Regions from separate parts of the Mus musculus genome. Here regions 1, 2, 4 and 5 are each linked to region 3. A link is a contact called in public promoter capture Hi-C data. All regions are on one chromosome and are shown on one strand. The core of a region is the stretch at or near the end of the contact, and the rest is flanking DNA. Distances in the headings are between cores, read along the strand shown.

Region 1 (2,700 bases), core at 131-2,630, 1.0 Mb before region 3:
GAAAGTATCGGAGCCGGGAAGGTTATGATAAGAGTGATTGCTACTAAGCCTGACAACCTGAGTTCAATACCCAGAACCCACATGGTGGAAGGGGAGAACTGACACCCACAAAGTCGTCTTCTCCCCTCCACAAGAACACTCCAGAAGGCACACACATTCGAGTGTGTACACATGCCCAGACGTATTTAAAAAAAAAAAAATTCTTACTCTGAGTTGTGGAAATAAAAATGTGAAACACATTGCTCCCTCTGTGTCTCTGCTAGTAATAGTTGGTCCTTGAATTCAAGTGTATCCATCCTTACTAGGCACACTATACTTTGGCCTTCCAGGTTCTGCCCCAAGGGTCTGCTGATTCTTTACGGTCAAGTTTCACCACAAAGATGAACTCTTCTGTTTACTGGCTTCGGAACTTCCTGACCACTCCTGCTCACCAACCCCTCTTCCCTTTCTTACAGTACTTACCAGACGACTGGGAGCCACGGGGCTTGCCTCTCTCGGACTCCAAAAGAGTACCTCCCAAGACCTGCAGCAGAGTTCTGACCACGAAGCTGCCATGCGTGTCTCCACAGAAGAACAGAAAATCATCACACACTTCAGCGGCTAGTCCCAGGACTAGCTCCTCCAGAGTTTGCGAGGGACCACCCTCCTCCTCTTCCTCCTCCTCCTCCTCTGCCTCCGCAGGACGCCTCAGCAATCGAGGTAGCTGCAGCAAAGCACTTTGTAATACGTGGACCCCACACCGATGACAAGCCACGAAGCGCAAGTTGGGGCGCAGAGCGGCCCACACTCGACACAGGGGTTTCAAAGGACTGAACCCCAAAAGCTCCTGCAGCATTTCGCTACCAGTCCTGTTCGTGGCCAAGGCTAGAGCCTGAGCCTCCACTTCCTTCAAAATATTGCGCGCCATCAACTCTTTAAAAAAAAAAAATGGGGTCATAAATAAACCGTTAGGCTGAGAGGAGGAGAAGACTTACCCATCACTTAGCCAAGACCTCCCCTGAAAGTTCGGCGTGTGGGTTTTCCACTTAACCCACGGCGTTAGCTGCTCCTACCTCGTTCTTCGGCGGCGTCGGGAGCCACTTTTAGCGCTGACAGCGCCCGTCGGAAATATCCAAGAGCCTCCGGGCTCAGATGCGGGAGAGCCTCGGGGGCCTGCTCCGCACGCGCGGCTGCCGGCAGCCGGGGATAACCATCGCGGCCGGGAGGGGGACGTCCCGAACCCCGGGCCGCGCGTCCCCGCCGGCCGGCACCCGAGAACTGGCGTCGCGCTTTGTGAGCGGAACGCGGCCCCAACCCCATGCGTGCTTTGGGACCAGCCGTTCACGCTTCCCGGTTGCAGCTCCCACAACCGCCGGCGCGCTCCGGACGCACGGGGACGTCATGAGTCTGCGACGGGGCGGGCGGGAGGGCATGATGGGCGTGGCTGCAGGTCGCCCTTCCCCATTTGCGGACTCCACCCCACTGGGTCTGACCCTGGAACTCCAGGGCTATCTTTGACTGGTTCCATATCATCGTTATCCGCACCCGGACTTCCATCCAGGCACGCACTCCAACGTGGCAAGAATCAAAGTTCTCAAACTATAGATCTGGCGATCTGGGCAGAAAGAAACCCAGAGGCTGCGTCTGCTGCTGGTAAGGCTCTGACCACTTCAGGGGTCAGGGATTCGCGGTTCTCCGTGGGTCTGGACGGGTAGCCAGAACTCCAGAGAGCCCAGGACTCTTCGTGGCCATACCCTGTTAGGCTGCATTGCCAGATTCCCTACCAAGTCAGCTTCACTCAGAGGTTCGTGATAGTATTGTGTGTAACGCTGGAGAGTCCTGGGACTCTCCTAAAAGGACAGCCTGGCCTGAGACTTTGACTCAGGTATCCTTCTGTCAAATTTCTCTCCCCTCAAAATAGTCCAAACTTGTCTAGCCCTCACAGAGACCTGGATTCAGCACACAATCTACAGGATTCCCTCAAAGCGACTCTTTACCTCCACAGATATCCCCTTTGATGTGAGTCATGGTAGCGCCTATGAAGGGCCAAGTGTGTGTGGTAACTGGTGCCTCCAGGGGTATTGGCCGTGGCATTGCCTTACAGCTTTGCAAAGCAGGTGCCACAGTTTACATTACCGGCCGCCATCTGGATACGCTTAGAGCTACTGCCCAGGAGGTAAGTGACCACCTGAATTAATCACTGTGATTACTATACCCCCCCCAACAAATCGCAATGTTTACTGAATACCATAAATAATAATCTAGGATTGATTTTTTTTCTACCAAGAGAGCTTAATGGGAAGAAAAATCTTTCTGTTTGAGAGTTTCAGGTTTTGCAAAGAAAAAAAAATTGTACTGGTGGCTTCCTCTAATTTTCCTCTTCCCTGGCATTGGGTTTTGCATGCCTTTGATGCCAGCACTCAGGAGCCAGAACCTCTCTGTGATTTCAAGGTCTACATAGTGAGTTCCAAACCGGCTACAGAGTGAGACCTTGTGGGGAGGAAAAAAGCCGGCATGGCATGCATGCCTATATAACCCAGCACTGGAGACATTGGGCCAGGAGATTTCAAGTTGAAGGTCAGCTTGAGCTATGTAGTAAGACCCTCTCAAAAAAGCTCTTAGGCTTTAGTTGGCTTAGATTGGTGATCCAGTTAGAAGACGATTTAAGTTTTAGATAGTTCACCCTGGCTGGATTGTGAAGAAGTGACTTGAAGAAAAAGA
Region 2 (2,700 bases), core at 180-2,679, 1.1 Mb before region 3:
CTCTTCTTAGCTTATCCTACACCAGCCTCTGAAACTAAGGGGCCCTGCACATCTGTTCTCTGGGCAGACACCTCTCCCCTCCCCCAGCACCTCTGTCAGAACTGGAAAAGTGCTGATGCAGCAGCTTAATGGGCGTGTTTAGGGAGAAATTTCCCAGCCTCCCCTTCCTTCTGCTGGCTGTGTTCCGGGCCTCCCCTACCTAGGCCCTGACCAACTGAGATGTGGGTAGAGCTTCAGCCAAAGGGTTAAAGACTAGCTTGTATCCGAGAGAAGGGAGTCCAGAGCATTCCTACTGGAGAAGATAAGGGAATCTGAGGGAGTAGGGGGCCCTTGGGTGTGACTGAACCAGAGGGAGGAGCCCAGGCAGAGAAGCCAAGATGAGCGTAAAAGGGACAAGCTGCAACCTGGCCTCTCCAATATCCAGCTCCATACAGCAGGCCCTTTCATCTCAACGTCCATGATTCCCTGGCATCCCAAGGCACTGCCTTCCAGAACAGATGCATCCTACTCTGCCGGCAGGGTCCTAGGTTCTACAACCTCCACCAACCTACTCCTTCCTGACTCTGATGACTGAGGCAGACCCTCACCCTCTCTCTCTCTCTCTCTCTCTCTCTCTCTCTCTGAGTCCTACTGCTTCGTCTATAAACTGCCAACGCCACTCTACAAGTGTCTCTAGGGCCCTCCTCTGGTCCCAGTACTCAGAGAAACCGCCCAGGATTTAAGCAGACAGAAAGAACGGAGGCCTTCCAGTGTCTTGGTGAGAACAAAGACATATGTTGCAGAGGCCACAAAAATGCAGGCCCTTAAACTGATCCCAAGATGGAAAATCTGGGCCTGTTTCTGACCAGAGAAGGCTGGTAGAAAGAGACTCTCAGCAGAGGTTCTCTCAGCACACTTAAAGGACAGAAGTGACATGTAAGAGAGGGGTGGGGCAGAAGGGAAAGAAGGAAGCAGAGGGACAGAGCAGGGGCCCCGCAGATCTGGAGGGAGGGAGGCCCAGACCCTGCAAGCCAAACAGCAGGACAAGCTCAACACCTCTGGGGACTCTTGACTGTTCAGGAGAGAGGGAGAGGATCTGACTAGGAGGGAAAGGAAAGAACAAAACGAAGCTGTTTACCTTGGCTTTGCCCGTATTTTCCCGGGGCCCCTCCAGCTGCAGCCAAAAGTAAGGGGTGTCAGGACGGCTCTGGAAAGCGGTCACCTTGACCCTGAAGATGCGCTGGACTTGCAGCCGCTGCCGGTGTACCCGGGGCTTCGATTTTGTCTGCACCATGAACCATTCCTGCGCTGGGGGTTTACCCCCCGACAAAAGCATGGCTGTCCCTCCGGCCCCTGGAAAGCGTGAGAAGTGTCACGGGTCCCAGCACCGAGGCCCCCAGCCACCTAGCCCTGCAGCCTAAGCCACGCCTCCCCTCCTTGAGGCGCGCCCCCCGCCACCGCCTCCCTGCTGTGGGTTCTGCGACCCACCCGCCAGCGCTCCGCGCCCGCCCTCCCAGCTCCGTCCCTTTCCGCCGCAGCACGGGAGACAAACCCTTCCTGCTAAGGGTTGTAGCTAGGGGTGGGACCGAGCGGATTCCCGCCGCCCTTCCTCCCCCTCAACCACCACCCCCTCCTCCCCTTCGACCTCGAAGCCAGGCCCCCTGGATAAACTCGCCTGAGCTGCTGGATGGCTTAAAGGGGCGCTGGAGACTGAGGGAGGGAAGGAGAGGAGGCTGGGCGGGAGGGAGAGGGCCAAACAGGGTCTTGGAAGCAACTGCCTTCCACCCAAGTTTTGTGTTCAGGGGTCAAAGTTCCTTCCTCGAAGGAAGGAAAAGGAAGGATTGAAGAGTTGATCTCTGAGACCCTGGTTTTAGATTCCAAGCAGTGTTCTACACACACACACACCACATACACACCACACGCGCACACACACCACATACACACCACACGCACACACACAAACACATCACACACACACACACACATGATCCTTGGTCGTCTGGACTTCCCTTGAAAACCCTTTACTACACCCATCTCTTTGTGGCAGGAAAGGGTTAAGGGAAAATGGGGTGGAGAGACCACAGAGGCTAGGGCCTGTAGAAACTATGGGCTGGAGACCAAGCAGGACGTAAAGGGTTACAGCTCTGACCCCCACCCCCACTCTAGTCTGGGGACCGCCTGGAACTGGCTCTAGGCCCAGGCCCTGCGGAAGCCCCCCAGGGCTGGAGGGGCAGGGGGTTAGCTGCCAGAGTTTTCAGGCTCGGGTTGTTTAGGAGAACCCCTTTTTTTAGCAAGTGTGAGTTAGAGTGTGAGGAGCCAGTGGGAGGTAGGGTCTCCAATCATCCTTATCCACAGCCATATGGTTGGCATCAGTGGTCCAAGACTAGCCCTGGGCTGGGGACACTCTCAAAACCCGAGCTGCCTTGGAGACATGCTCAGTACAAAGAACACTTTATGTGGTCTTGTAGCCTGAAGTAGCCTGGCACTGGGAAGGCACAGTCTGCAGCTGGGGCCTCGAGAGAACCTTACTTTCCAAACAAACCAAGAGTCACAGTCTGACAGACACAAGTATGACCTGACCCACGGGAACAAAGGACAGCTATTTTTTTTTTTAAACTGAGTCCTTTCCTAGGACATCGGTGTTACAGAGCCACCGATGTGTGTATGTATGCAGGCCAGTGGGGAGGTGCACGCTGTGCAGAAGGGGCCCAGGGGGAAAAG
Region 3 (2,700 bases), core at 41-2,540:
GAAGGTATGGTAGCACAGCTATCAACTCAGCTCCGTGGAGAATGAAGCAGGAAGATGAGAGTTCAAGGCCAGGCTAGGCTAAAAGGGAGGCTCAACCTAAAAAAAAACAAACAACTGAAAAGTGACACACTTCTCATGTCTCTGTGTTCTTTTCTTGTCAGTAAATCCAGAACCGTGTCTGAAGCAGGGCCACAACCAAACTGGAGAGAGCAGGAAGTTCCGAACAAAACAGAAAAATGAACTTTGGGGGTTAGTAGAAGATCAAGAAGGGCGGGCAGGCAGCTACCAGCTTCTCCTTCGGACCCCGAAACAGCCCCAGGAAGAGGTGAGGACAAGAGAGAAGACTTCTCAAGCCTACAAGAGGAAGTGGACCCGAGAGACACGCACAGGTCAGAAAACAAGGGCCTGCATGCAGCTCAGGGCACAGGAAATAGGAGGCAGAGCCTCAGGCCAGCGCGGGTGGGGTCAGCCAGAACAGCTTTTAGGGTGGAGCAACTGGGACCTCCAGCAGATCCTTTCTGTTGGTTCTGAGGCTGCAGCTTGCCTGGGCCTGAGGTACAGGACCCATGTCTTGACCAGAAACCTCAGCTATGTCCTGGCAGCCCCGGACTGTGCCAGGCTGCTAGCCATAGCCAGATCTGGAGACATGCACACAAGCCCTGTGCAAAGACCTAACCGAAGAACCTTAATAGGGGCCCTCTGGAGGCAAAGGCAGGCAGAACTCTGTGAGTTCAAGGCCAGCCTGAGCTACATCGTGAGACCCTGTCTCAAAACTAGCAAATGGGCATACCCTGTACTAGGGCCAGGGGTAGCTTGGTCCTAGAATCTACTACTACTTCCCAAACCCTTCAAACAATGATGGTCTACACAGAGAAAAATGTCTTGGGAGGTGGGGCTACAGAAGGAACTGACTTACCCCGGGGTAGGTGGAGTTCAGGACTTGGGGGTGGGGGCGGGGAGGGGGGGGGACGGGACAGGGAGGAAGATGCATCAAGGGAGGAGTTTAGACCAAGTTGGCACTGGGGGAATGCTTTGTCTATTGGCTCTGGCTTGACACCTCACTCTGCACAGGTCTCTTTGGAAATCGGAGGAAGACAGATATTCAGAGAAGCTACTCTGGGCAAGGGATTAGAATCCCTTGAACTCGCAGGGCAAAAAGGGCCATTTTCTCAAACAGCAACTTCTGGACTGTGGCTGGGGCCTTCGCAAAGAGCGCCCTAACTGCTAAGCACCCCTCCCTCCGGGGTGTGCCCTGCCCCTCCCTTAGTCACCCCAAGGAGAGAGAGGAAAAGGGAAGAAAGGAAGAGGTACTGACTACAGAAGGAAAGGGAAGCAGAGGAGGAGAGAAGCCACGTAGGAGTTGGTGACGGAGAAGACCAGAGAGGGCAAACCTAGGGCAAATCTAGGACCGGGGGAGATCCAAGAAAGGGCAGGCTGAGCATCCCAACGGGCGGGCGCCCCCAGCACAGGACCCAGGGGCGGGGAGCCAAGGGGGCGGGCCGGCCATGTCCCACGGGACCTACTATGAGTGCGAGCCTCGGGGTGGCCAGCAGCCACTTGAGTTCTCAGGGGGTCGAGCTGGGCCCGGGGAGCTGGGGGACATGTGTGAGCATGAGGCCTCCATCGACCTCTCCGCCTACATCGAGTCTGGGGAAGAACAGCTACTTTCTGACCTCTTTGCCATGAAGCCAACGCCTGAAGCCCGAAGCCTTAAGGGCCCAGGAGCCCCCTCGTTTCCTCACTACCTGCCGGCTGACCCTCGGCCATTCGCCTATCCCTCACACACATTTGGCCCAGATAGGAAGGCTTTGGGGCCTGGCATCTACAGCAACCCAGGGAGCTACGACCCCAGGGCTGTGGCGGTGAAGGAGGAGCCTCGTGGGCCAGAGGGCAACCGAGGCACCAGTCGAGGCAGCTACAATCCCCTGCAGTACCAAGTGGCACACTGCGGGCAGACAGCCGTGCACCTCCCCCCGACCCTGGCAGCACCTGGCCAGCCCTTGCGTGTCCTCAAGGTAAGACCAAGGTAGCTCTCCCCGCTTCTTCCCCCCAGGGTGGAGCAAGGTGGGTGGTTGAGGGAATTCTGACTACTGGGCTTCCCTAACAAGTCTATGTTTGGTGCTCCTCTGTGAACATGCCCTACCCCAAGGTCCTGTTTCCCAACTCTGTGAATTTATTTCTTAGAACTCGGCTGTGTCCTGAAGACACTTGTAATAGCTGCTCTGCCCTGATCTCAGGCAGGACCAGGTTTCCTGCTGTGCACTATACCTCTTGCTTCTCTGCTGCCTGCTTTTGGATGAGGAAACATGGCTGACTAGAATTTTAGAACGGGAGACTTATTACAGACAAACCAAAGGGAAGGGAATAATGAGAGCATGATAGAAAGCTTTGGTCTCAGACCAAGGACCATATGTATCTGGGTTACGGTCCTTCACAGAGACAGGGAGATGGATGCCTGGGAGATCGGAGCTCTCTGGGAGTCCTGTATCCCTTTGAGGCCTCACATATGCTCTCCCTGCTGGGTTTCCTGCTTAGCCTTCACTCTGCCTCCTGGTGGACCCTCACCTCTCTGTCCCCCTTACCCTCCAGGCCCCTGTGGCAGCTGCTGCCCCTCCCTGCAGTCCCCTTCTCAAGGCACCCTCCCCTGCTGGCCCCTCACACAAGGGCAAGAAGGCAGTGAACAAAGATAGCCTGGAGTAC
Region 4 (2,700 bases), core at 105-2,604, 1.1 Mb before region 3:
CTTGAAAAGCTTTCATGGAGAATATATGCCATGCTTGCCTGAAGCATGAATCAGAGTATTTACTTGCCAAAGGTATCACACAAGGGGAAGGGTGGGAAGCCCTTAGAGCTGCTACAGAGGCCATCACAGCAGCAGTGGCTCGATTGCAGGGCCAGCACACCTATCCTCATTACAACACCCTGGCATAGACCCTGGGCCTTCCAGCTCCACAACCCCTACTTAGTAGCTGCTCTTGCTGAGCAGGGATTCCAAGAGGTCCTTTAGTGCATACTGCGTGCCTCATACCTTACCTGCACCACAGGTAGATTTATATAGCCCAGAGGCATTGTCAAGAAGAATAAGCTAACTTGAGCTGGAGTGTGTGTGTGTGTGTGTGTGTGTGTGTGTGTGTGCCGCTTAGTAGGCAAAATTCTTGTCATGCAAGCATGAGGACCTGAACTCATATTCCCACAACTAAAGTGACATTGGGGACAGTAGCCCATGTATACCATGCCAGTGTTCCTACAGCAAGATGAGAGACAGGAGAATACTGGGACATTAACAGGCTAACACATAGCATTATGCACACAGCAGAGAACAAACTGACCCTATCTCAAACAAGGTCGAACACCTACACACACACACACACACACACACACACACACACACCATGACATGCACCCCTTCACCACATGCATGGTCATGCACACACATAAATAAATTTTAAGATAAATAAGAAAGCCAAGCATGGTGGCGTACACCTTTAATCCCAGCATTTAGTCAGGAGGCAGATGCAGATGGCTCTCTGTGAGTTTGAGTCAACCTGGTCTGTATACTCGAGTCCCAGATCAACCAGGGCTCCAAAAAGAGACCCTGTCTCAAAAGTAAGTAAGTAAGTAAGTAAGTAAGTAAGTAAGTAAATAAATAAATAAATAAATAAATAAAATAAGGGCTACCTTGGTGGAGCAGAACTCGGTTCTAAACTAGTCCCATACTTACTTGGCCAAGCGATTTAAACTTTAAGTACTTGGGTTTCCTCCTCTATAGAAAAGAAAACACGGTTGATCTAAGAAGCCAGTATGTGTACCTGGCCCAAGACAACCCTTACTAGAAGCGTTACTCCGTGATCTTAGGACCATAAAATCCTCCTGATCTCCATCCTCCCTTCATCAAAATGTGGTTGGCAAGCGGTGGAGCTAAGGGGTCCAAGAGAGACTGGCTATCGTGGGGAGTCAATCGTTCCTGGATGGTGAGGACACCTTTTGTGGCACGCCCAGTGCCTGGGCGCTTCTCGGGTGGAAGCAGTTTCAAGGCACGTGCACAGGAAATAGCCCCAAAGTTTTCAATGCTCCACCCCAGGGGGCGGAGATAGAAGGAGCCTCTTATTTGAAAGGGAAGTTGTGAAGTCGCTCATTCAAAGTCCGGGGGAGCGACCTGGGAAGCGGAATTCGGGGCCTGAACCTCCGTGCCTTGACCTACTGATTGTTCCCTTTGCAGACCCTGCCTTCCTCTCAGTCCACACTCCGAGCCGTAGACGTCGGGTTTCCAGCTCCGTCTGTGCACACATAACTCCAGGAAGCCGCTAGCTCCCGACGATGTCTTCTGTCAAGTTATGGTGAGTGGGGAGTGAGCTGTGTCTCCGGCACACCCACACAGGTGGCCCGGGGACACACTCAAAGGACGCCTTTTCTGAGGCAGGGGACAAAGCTGGGGGTGAGGCGGGCAGCAGTGGGGAGGCTAGACTCGCTGCCTACGCTGCCCACGCGCAGTCACGGAATCCCGGAGCTTGGGAGACAGAGGATGCGCTAGGCTGGGGGATGGGCCCCCTACCGGACAAGAACCTTTCTCAGGCCTACTGGTGCGTCAGCGGTTCCTCTGGTGAGCCGTGAAGAACTGAAGAAGCTGGAGTTTGTGGGTAAAGGAGGGTTCGGAGTCGTGTTCCGGGCACACCACAGAACATGGAACCATGATGTAGCAGTCAAGATCGTGAACTCGTGAGTGACCCCAGCTGTAGTCAGAGTGTGGTCACGAGCCTGAGTGGGGCAAGGGTGGGGTCTTCCAGAGCGCAATCCAATTTTGGCCCCCTTTCGGCGTGTAGGAAGAAGATATCCTGGGAGGTGAAGGCTATGGTTAATCTTCGTAATGAGAACGTTCTGCTCCTGCTGGGGGTCACTGAGGACCTCCAGTGGGACTTCGTGTCCGGGCAGGCTCTGGTGACAAGATTCATGGAGAATGGCTCCCTCGCAGGGCTGCTGCAACCCGAGTGCCCTCGGCCCTGGCCACTCCTCTGTCGCCTGCTGCAGGAAGTGGTGCTGGGGATGTGCTACCTACACAGCTTGAACCCTCCGCTCCTGCACCGGGACCTCAAGCCCTCTAACATTCTGCTGGATCCAGAGCTCCACGCCAAGGTTAGTCCATCTACAACCTAGTGTAGACTTGGGACCATGTTGAGTACCTGTCCCTCTGAATACAAGACTACACACATGACAAGACCCAACTAGGAGTTTTATTTCTAGTCATACCAGGTGACCCTCCTTACCAGACGCCCTTCTTAACCCCCTGGCTCAGTTCCACAGGCCTAATGCACCCTCACGGACCCAGGCTGACTTATCTCAGGCCTGCCCATCAGCAACTCAGATCTCCTGCTAAGTTCTCAATGACTTTACCTTCCCTCTGGTCCTCCATAACACCTTCCAAAAAGCTGAGGCTGCTGCATCTTCT
Region 5 (2,700 bases), core at 48-2,547, 1.2 Mb before region 3:
TGAGGAAGAATTGCAGCCCCTAAGGGGATAGCAACTTCACAGGAAGACCAATCGAATCAACTAACCTGGACCTTTGGGGCTCTCAGAGACTTAACTACCACCAAAGAACATACATGGGCTGGACCTAGTCCTCCCTGCACATAGGTAGCAGATGTACAGCTTGGTCTTCCTGTGGGTCCCACATAACTGGAGTGGGGGCTATCCCAAAGGCTGTTGCCTGTGTGTGGGATATGTTTTTCTAGCTTGGCAGCCTTGTCTGGCCTCAGTGGGAAAGGATATGCACCAGACACCAAACTTGGTTCTTAAAGTCCCAGAAGACAGTGTGGTTTCTACTCAAGGCAAAAATGCAGCGTTTCTTGTTTGGTTTCAGACCAGGATTATGCCCAGGGACTGAGGCAAATATTTTACATTTTTACATGTTTACAAAGCAGACATGGCCTCCAGATTCTCCCATCATCCCTCAGACCCTACCTGGCATACCTTGCCTCCAACCTTGAAGTTTCCAGACCAGGGGCCTGGCTGCCCTTCCTCAAGAGGCTCTTCCCTATAAAATTCAGACATTTTGTGCTCTCTCCCTACCCCCTCCCCCATCTCTCCTTCTCCCACCCCGTGTCTCTCTCTGCTCGGTCGCCCTTTCTCTCTTTCTCCTCTCCCCCACTCCTCTCCATGGTGAGTCCCCTGGCCTTAATCCTTGGGGCCAGTTAACTCCCAATAAACCTGCCTTTAATGTAAACTAGTCTGGCTTGAATCGGCTCATTTCACCAGCGGTAGAGAAATGCCTATCATTTCTAAAAGGAAGGGAGAAAGAACAGTAATTTTGGCTGGGCGATCAATCAAAATGATCTACAACTGGGCATTAGACTTGGTGAACTATGTGTTCCTGGAGGGCCCTGAAACGGATGAACTGGGAAGCAGGGCACGGGTGGGATGCACGCTTGTGAGAGCCTTAGCTGCGGAAGCAAGGACAAGAGTGCGCACATGAACTGGAGAAGAAACTCTGACACCCTCGAGTCCTGACAGAAGGAGGCAGAACAGTGAGAAAAGATGAAGAAGAATTCCACAGTGCCCGCCCCCTCCCCACGCCCAGCGCTTCGCGGTCTAGAGTTGTTCTTTAGGAGCGGATCCTTTCTGCACTTCGTCCTCCATCTCTTTTGCGTCATCCACCCCTCTTCCCAGAGAAATTTATGGTCCTTCGCTATTACTATAACTCCTTCCGGGTCGGGGGAGGGTGGGGCACACCTAGTACTGAGATTCGCGTGAGGTGAGGCTCGTAGTCGCGTCCGGTGTTTAAATCTCGCGCAGGCGTGCTAGCTCCCTGTCGCTATGCGGGTGCTTGTAGGTGAGGGAGGGCAGAGTGGCGGGCCGGCTTAGGCTGTAGCCGAGAGCTGAGAAAACAGGCCCACAGGGTGCAGTCTCCTAAGCAGGCAACCTAGCCTTGGTTTCCCAGCCCCAAAAGCTGAATCTGTGCGACCCTGTGACTTTTGTCACCTCTGCATCGCGGGGTGGGTTGGAGAGGCCTGATGTCAGATGGGGACCGCACCCAAAGGGGCCGCCAGCAGATGACCTACCGCCACCCCGCTGAGTAAACAGTTTGTGCTCCCCCATCAGGTGGCGGGACGGGATTCATTGGGACAGCCGTAACCCAGCTGCTGAGAGGCAGGGGCCACGAAGTTAAATTGGTCTCCAGACAGCCTGGCCCGGGTCGAATCACGTGGGTAGGTCGAGCTTCTGGAAGGTGGGTGGGAGGGCAATTTGCGCGGGAAGGACAGTACCAGCCGGCACTGTACTTTCTCCCACAGAGTGAACTCAGTGAGTCGGGGCTGCCCCTCTGCGATGTTGTCATCAACCTGGCTGGAGAGAATATCCTCAACCCTCTGCGAAGGTCAACAGGGCCATAAAGCAGTTATCACCTGTACAGGGGGGAGAGAGGGTCGATGCCTGTGACCCGTGCATGGTAGACATAAACTTGTGCAAGTGTCCCCTTAAGCCTTTGGAGCCTGTTATATATCAGCGTCTACTAAAGCCCAGTGTTGTGGATAAAGAGATATAGCCCATGCCTATTGGGGGCCGGGGGAGAGAGTCCTATCTTCTTAGCCACCCCGAGCTATGCATTAAGACAGGCTTAGGACAACAGACTTACTGGGAGGGGAGCCGGATGAGTGGGGAGGATATGGTCTAGGTGCATGTCTGCACTTTTGACCTTTTCTTTCATTTTCTCTGCAGATGGAATGAAACCTTCCAAAAAGAGGTTCTTACGAGCCGCTTGGATACTACCCACTTGCTAGCCAAAGCCATCACCGAAACTGCGCACCCACCTCAGGCTTGGATTCTAGTCACAGGTGTAGGTACGCTCCCAAATCACCAGCCTCTTACATTAACGGAGCCAGGGAGAACAGAGCAAGCAGTTGAGGCACTTGGGGCTTGCACCCGAATCACAGGTCCTTCCCAGGGTCACTGCCTAGGCCTCCAGCCTTGCAGGTTCTTCCTGACCCAGATCTGTACTGTCACAGTCTGGTCTTTATGGGTGTGGAAAGGCAGAATGGGGGTGTGGGGTACTTGGCTAGAGAGCCTTTATTGGGAGCCCTCAGAGAAAGAGGTGTGGTACGGGTCCTAGTGCGCACAGAAGGCATCTCCCCACTCCCACACCCCTTGCTTTTTTGCACTGCAGTTCTTTATGAAGAGCTCCCTTTGTTGTGTCTC

The links. Promoter capture Hi-C pulls out the DNA fragments that hold promoters and counts their contacts.
Region 1: a contact with region 3 is called in a promoter capture Hi-C map of hippocampal neurons, with 3 times the contacts expected there. The contact joins the promoter of Nop9 here to the promoter of Cebpe in region 3. A contact is called at or near these places in 2 of 39 promoter capture datasets (cranial neural crest and hippocampal neurons).
Region 2: a contact with region 3 is called in a promoter capture Hi-C map of liver, with 2.2 times the contacts expected there. The contact joins the promoter of Nynrin here to the promoter of Cebpe in region 3. A contact is called at or near these places in 2 of 39 promoter capture datasets (the C10 cell line and liver).
Region 4: a promoter capture Hi-C map of the C10 cell line shows a contact between it and region 3, with 4 times the contacts expected there. The contact joins the promoter of Ripk3 here to the promoter of Cebpe in region 3. A contact is called at or near these places in 3 of 39 promoter capture datasets (the C10 cell line and liver).
Region 5: a contact with region 3 is called in a promoter capture Hi-C map of liver, with 3 times the contacts expected there. The contact joins the promoter of Sdr39u1 here to the promoter of Cebpe in region 3. A contact is called at or near these places in 2 of 39 promoter capture datasets (liver and pre-B cells).

Annotation. Positions count from the first base shown.
Region 1 is chr14:55,744,373-55,747,072 of GRCm38.p6, reverse strand. Nop9 (NOP9 nucleolar protein) reads right to left here and starts at 1,380. Exons shown (of 10, transcript NM_026403.3): 1 at 1,053-1,380; 2 at 463-912. The coding sequence starts at 1,299. Dhrs1 (dehydrogenase/reductase (SDR family) member 1) reads left to right here and starts at 1,389. Exons shown (of 9, transcript NM_026819.3): 1 at 1,389-1,632; 2 at 1,985-2,155. The coding sequence starts at 2,006.
Region 2 is chr14:55,852,844-55,855,543 of GRCm38.p6, reverse strand. It overlaps Nynrin (NYN domain and retroviral integrase containing), which reads right to left and starts at 1,429. Exons shown (of 8, transcript NM_001040072.1): 1 at 1,118-1,429. The coding sequence starts at 1,315.
Region 3 is chr14:54,710,764-54,713,463 of GRCm38.p6, reverse strand. It overlaps Cebpe (CCAAT/enhancer binding protein (C/EBP), epsilon), which reads left to right and starts at 1,290. Exons shown (of 2, transcript NM_207131.1): 1 at 1,290-2,015; 2 at 2,590-2,700. The coding sequence starts at 1,506.
Region 4 is chr14:55,787,511-55,790,210 of GRCm38.p6, reverse strand. Ripk3 (receptor-interacting serine-threonine kinase 3) reads left to right here and starts at 1,354. Exons shown (of 10, transcript NM_019955.2): 1 at 1,354-1,594; 2 at 1,830-1,973; 3 at 2,078-2,387. The coding sequence starts at 1,575. All of the region lies in intron 2 of Gm32092 (a long non-coding RNA gene), which reads right to left.
Region 5 is chr14:55,898,829-55,901,528 of GRCm38.p6, reverse strand. It overlaps Sdr39u1 (short chain dehydrogenase/reductase family 39U, member 1), which reads left to right and starts at 1,297. Exons shown (of 6, transcript NM_001082975.1): 1 at 1,297-1,339; 2 at 1,609-1,715; 3 at 1,800-1,882; 4 at 2,224-2,345. The coding sequence starts at 1,324.